2 separate regions of the Zea mays genome follow, and region 1 is linked to region 2. Evidence: chromatin contacts called from public Hi-C data. All regions are on one chromosome and are shown on one strand. The core of a region is the stretch at or near the end of the contact, and the rest is flanking DNA. Distances in the headings are between cores, read along the strand shown. Region 1 holds the start of LOC100283173 (RHC1A). Region 2 holds the start of LOC103654224.

Region 1 (2,700 bases), core at 78-2,577, 200 kb after region 2:
GTCGGCATTCTGAATCTGGAGGAGGCGTACATCTTTGGATGCGGATCACTTAAGGGTAGGAGGCATACATCTTTGGATGCGATAAAGACTCCACGAGAACATCTATATGAAAAACAGAGAGCGCCACCAAGCGTAGAATGCTGAAAGAAATATGAGAGATGAGAAAAGAAAACGCAGGTTGCCACAAGAACAAAGGACTGGAGGGCCGTCATGTCATTACCGCCGGCGTCCGCCGCGTCGTGCCTGCCGCGCTGCCCGTGCTCCCACGCGTCGCCGGGGTCGTCCATCCCGCGCGGTGGAAACGGCCAGGAGAATGGCCCCCATTGCACCATCGTCAGGGGCTCTCTCTCCATCTCCCTGTTCCTGTTGTTGCTGCCGTTGCTTCCGCCGCGAGGTGCGGCCTGACTGCTGCCGTTGGACCCGGCTCTAGGTAGCTGGTATCGGCAGACCGGGCAGGAGTTGTGCAGGCGGAGCCACGGCACGATGCAATCGGAGTGGTAGACGTGCTTGCACGGCAGCTGCCGCGCGGCCTCCCCGAGCTCGAAGTCCTCCTTGCACACGGGGCACTGCGAGCCGTCCGACAGGTGCGCCCCGGCGACCCGCACCGTCGGGAGCGAGTCGATTGCCGACGGTGGCGCCGGCGCCGGCCCCGGCCTGTCGTTCTGCGTGAGCTCCTCGATGAGGCTGTTCAGGTTCGGCCCCATGAAGTAGTCCCCGGGGTCGATGGCCGGGGGCGTGGACGGCCGCCGCGGCACCGGCGCCGGCGGCGGGGAAGGCACGCGCCGTCGTCGAACCAGCGCCGGTGCAGGAGCAGGAGGCGTGGCAGGTCCCTGTGCCGGCGCAGGCTGGCGGAACGCACGGCCTGGTACCGTCGTCGGCTCCTCGCCGTATATGACCCAGCGGCGCGGGCGGCCGGCGTACTGGTGCTGCGGGTGGAACGGGTGCGGAAGGAAGTGCGCCGGCGGGAACCCGTGGCGCGCCGTCGGCGGGTCGACCTCGTGGAGGAAGCGGCCGAAGCAGCGCGGGCAGAAGACGTCGGTGGACGGGCAGGAGATGATGCGGAGCGCGCGGCCGCACTGGTAGCACCAGTACGTGCGGCACGTCCGGTGGCGCGCGGGCGCTGGCGTCGCCGACGACATCAGCGGGACGGTGGTTAATTGGTTCCTTGCGTCGGGTTGGCTGTTGGTGCCTGCCTGCCTGCCTGCCTGAGCAGCTGTTGCTCTCGGAAGACCGCCTTCGGAATTTTGCATGAGATTGAGACGACGCTGGTTTTAAAGCAAATGAGGGTTTGATCGTTTGGGACGCGGAAATTGACGCACGGGTGGGAAAGGATGGCTTTGCGGGAGGAAGAAAGCGATTCTGCGGCGAGGTGTGAGATGAGGTGAGTTTGCAGGGGGCGTGCTGTGTTCGGCGACGGTGACTTGTGCGTGGCGCCAAAGCGCGTGTTGCTTGCCGGGCAGGAGGTGGTGGAGTCGGCCAGCCGGCCAGGCGGGTAAGTGGCGCGAAGCAGGAAGTAACGGCGGACGGGGGCTGCTGTGGGTTCAATTCTTGGAGGGAAAGGCACGAAGAACCAAGAACAAGCGATGGGCCTGGCCCGAGCAGGAGTTTTACGACCTAGCATTTTCGGTGATTTTTTTTGGGTTTATGGACTCCTCAGGTACCCCTCCAGTATTCGTTTTAGACAAAGTTTAAATTAAATTTATAAAATTTTAACTATAAATAACTATTTGTTATTTAGTTTTAAAACCTAGTATTTATATATACTATACCAATTTGTCTTAAAAGTAATTCTAAAATTATAAATGTATTAATAATTTATTCATATTAAAAATATATTAACTAAAGTTATATTTTAGAAACGGTGTCGTTGTCATAAATAATAATTGGTACAACCGAAGGAGTAAGCAAGTTAGGGCTTTGCTGCAGACACCGTATCTTATGAGCAAGGAGCCCTGCTGCTCCCATGAGCAAAATCAATCCAGATCACACCCTCCACATCCAACGGTGCTGTGTTAGGGAGGTTTTTGTAAAATGTACAGAGTTGCAAAGAACATTTTATAAAACCCCCTGATGCAGCACCGTTGGATGTGGAAGGTGTGGTCTGGATTGATTTTGCTCATGGGAGCACCAGCGCTCCTTGCGCACAAGATACGGTCTCTTTGCTGCAACCCGCACGCCTCCGAAAGCAACGCTTGATGTGTGTCTCTTCTGCCTTGTGCGAAGTTGCAATTAACCTTTTTTCCCTTAGAGCATCTCCAACAATATGACCTATAAAAATGCCATATAATTTGAAAATAAGTATATTTTATAGAATTTAGGTTACCAACAAAACACCTCGCTCCAACAGTAAAACCCCAAATCTAGATTATAGGGCAACCCACTATGGTGTAGTATATTTGAGTCACTTGGGATGTTGCCCTATAGTTTTTTGACAAAAAATTATGAAATAGGTGTTAGAATTATAGGCATTTTTCGTATTATTTTAATTCCATAAATCAACATTATGATGATGACATATAACAAATAATTAACCATAGAAATTGTGATCTCAAATTGATCCATACCAGTATGAATCAAGAGAACATAGAGCATGTGAATTATATAAATCATATAAATACGATAAACATGTATACTGACTGAACAAATGAAAGTAAACAGATAGAAACATAAATAGCATGACTGAAAAATTAAAACAGATAG
Region 2 (2,700 bases), core at 186-2,685:
ACACCCGCATTTCGAGTAGGCTCCACTTTAACGGGTTTAAGAGCCCCTTTCTCCTTTGGGCATAAAGCACAAGGCATCGACGGGGTGCCGCCAGCATCTTCCTTCAATGACCACCCTGTAGACTCTAGATATGTACACCAAGCACACAACCATTGCCCATCAGGCACAGCATGCAAACCATAACACTTCTGGTGCACTGACACCTTGCAGTTGCTGCAGTTAACTATCCTATTGGACTCCATGGAACTTTCTCCAAGACAACAAACATCACAGCTTGAAGATGCCTCAGCCCCTACGCGTGGAAGCAGAACAAGCTGCTCTAACCCAGCATCGACACCCAGAAGCTTTCTCTTCTTGTTGGGCCGCTCTGAAGTGAGAACAAACCGGCCTGTTGCTCCTAGCAACCAATTAAGTGAAGTTCCTTCCTCCTTGGGACATTGTGCTAGCACAACGCCACTGCTGCTCCCAGCTTGATCCACTCCAAATGATCTCCCTCCCAACTGAACAGAAACTTCGTGTATGCCATGTTCCCCTCTGTGCATATTAAGCTCTTTGTCACTGACCATCTGTTGCACAACCACATCATGTATGTCATGTTCATCGCTTTGATCATTCCTCTCTTTCTGACTAGCCAGATGCACACTTTGCACTCCGCGCTCCCGGTTGCTGACCACTTCTTCGCCACCAACACCCAAATACGAGGTTGTTTCAGCCACAGCCACGTCATATGTCTCAGCTTGGTTTATTAATTCCTTGCCACTCCCCAGAAATGGTATTAGCATACATGAGTCGACATTGCTGTAGCCGAATGGGAGCTTTGGTCTTAACATTTCGATATCAGCCAGTGTTACAGGACGGAAATAAGCCTCAAACTGGTCCCACAAGCCAACCTTCGCAGGGGTGGCTACAGGTGACTGTGGTGGAGGCTCCGGAGCAGCATCGTCCGGAGGGGGAGGCAGAATCTTCTTGTGCTTCTTCCGGGCGTCCCCCGGCCCTGCCCAGCTGACGAGCCGCGCCGGCAGCGTGGGAACCCTGGGCGCCGCCTCGTCGCCCTCGAACGGCGTCCGCAGGGACACAGCCTTGGTGGCCTGCGCATACAGGTCGACACCGAACCCAGGGGCCTCCTCCTGGGGCAAGGCCTCAGCGCGGGCCATTTCCCCGTTCATTACGCCCTCAACAGGGAGGGGCACATCGCCGCCGGAGCCCCCCGCGGAGGCTGCGTCGCAGGGGGAGACCTCCGGCGATAAGGGACGGCGGAGAGACGGGCCGAGCTAGGGTTAGGGTTTCGTCTCGAGCCCGAGCTTGTGTTTCCCTTCCGAGCGTTCTCTTTCCTGGCGAATTTTTCCCGGCCCGAGTTTTTCGCGTGGGTGTGGGTGTCGGTCTCTCGGATAGTCGGATGCAGTGGGCGGAGCGTGGGTGTGGGTCTCGGTCGGTCTGTCGGATGGAAGCAGCTACTCTGCGTTAACTTCCGACCACTGCCGTGTGGGGCCAGGCGCTAATCGGACCCGCACGTCAGTAACTGGCCAGTAGAAGATCCGGCTGCCTCTCGGATGCAGTGGGCGGAGGGACGGTGTATGCACTCAAACCATATTTGTTTCTATATTTTTATTCGGTTTCGAATTTGAATACGGATAGATTTGTATAAGAATACGAATGTTTTCGAATTCAAACAAATTCAAATATGGATAGTCGTGTCTCGAATACGGAACTAGTCGAACATGGATATTGTCGATAACAGAAATTTTGTCGGATACTGTGTAAGATCATTTCACACATATCATGGTTGTAATCATGTATCCACTTCTTGAGTCCAAACATTTTTTAGCACTAGGTGAGTGCCCGTGCGTTGCAACGGAACCGTATAATAACATGAAAACTTATGTACATATGTGTTATATTGTTATAGATATGTGTCTGTGCGTTGCGACAGAAGTAAAAGATTTGTATGAAACATTGATACGGAACGACAAGCATCACTATAATATGCAAAATATGTGTGAAAAACATTAACAATATCACACAAATTATTTCTAAAAAGTTAATTTAGAATTTTTAATTACAGACAAATGTGTCGACAACTGTACACTAATCAGCTACTTTTTTAGCGATATCGATAAATCTCTGTTGTATGTTTGCAGGGATGGCATATTGTAACGCCCTGAATTTAGGGGTAGAATTTTTTTTCTTCTTTTCCCTCACCAAATTCAGGCGTTACCCTTTCCTTTTCCCTTTTCCCCTCGCTAAACTTTGATCTTTTCCAAAGTATAGCAGGATTCGGCTTGAGGTCCCATGTAAAGCAAAACCCTAAAATATTTTATTTTGTGTGATGCACCATGCCGAACCATGCATACCTTTTGATTGTTTAAAAATGTGAATGCATTCATCTAGAGGAAAATAGATTTTAGAAAAAGAAAACCTTTTCCTTCTCCTCTTCCCCCTCCTTCCCCATTTTCGGCCCAACCGCCCCCCCCCCCCCTTCCCCCCGCGTGGGCCTCGCGGTGGCCCAGCCGCCCCTCCCCCTTTCCTTCCCACCGTGGGCCGCCTGGCGGCCCAGCCGCGCCCCCCCACCCCCAACCGGCCCAACCGCCCCCTCCCCTTTTCTTTTTTCCAAAAATCCCCTCCCCGCGGGCCCCGCTCGTCATCCCCCCTCTCTCTCTCTCTCACCCTAACCCTAGTCGTCGTCGCCCCCGTCCTGCCCCC

What was found. Hi-C and Micro-C count contacts between places; a contact is called where the count stands out from the background.
Region 1: a Hi-C map of ear shows a contact between it and region 2, with 2.8 times the contacts expected there. The contact joins the promoter of LOC100283173 here to the promoter of LOC103654224 in region 2. A contact is called at or near these places in 6 of 25 Hi-C or Micro-C datasets (bundle sheath, ear, leaf and 3 more).

Annotation. Positions count from the first base shown.
Region 1 is chr4:183,449,701-183,452,400 of Zm-B73-REFERENCE-NAM-5.0, forward strand. LOC100283173 (RHC1A) reads right to left here and starts at 1,328. Exons shown (of 2, transcript NM_001156075.2): 1 at 221-1,328; 2 at 1-140. The coding sequence starts at 1,250. The coding sequence ends at 103.
Region 2 is chr4:183,249,405-183,252,104 of Zm-B73-REFERENCE-NAM-5.0, forward strand. LOC103654224 reads right to left here and starts at 1,436. Exons shown (of 19, transcript XM_020552746.2): 1 at 1-1,436. The coding sequence starts at 1,166.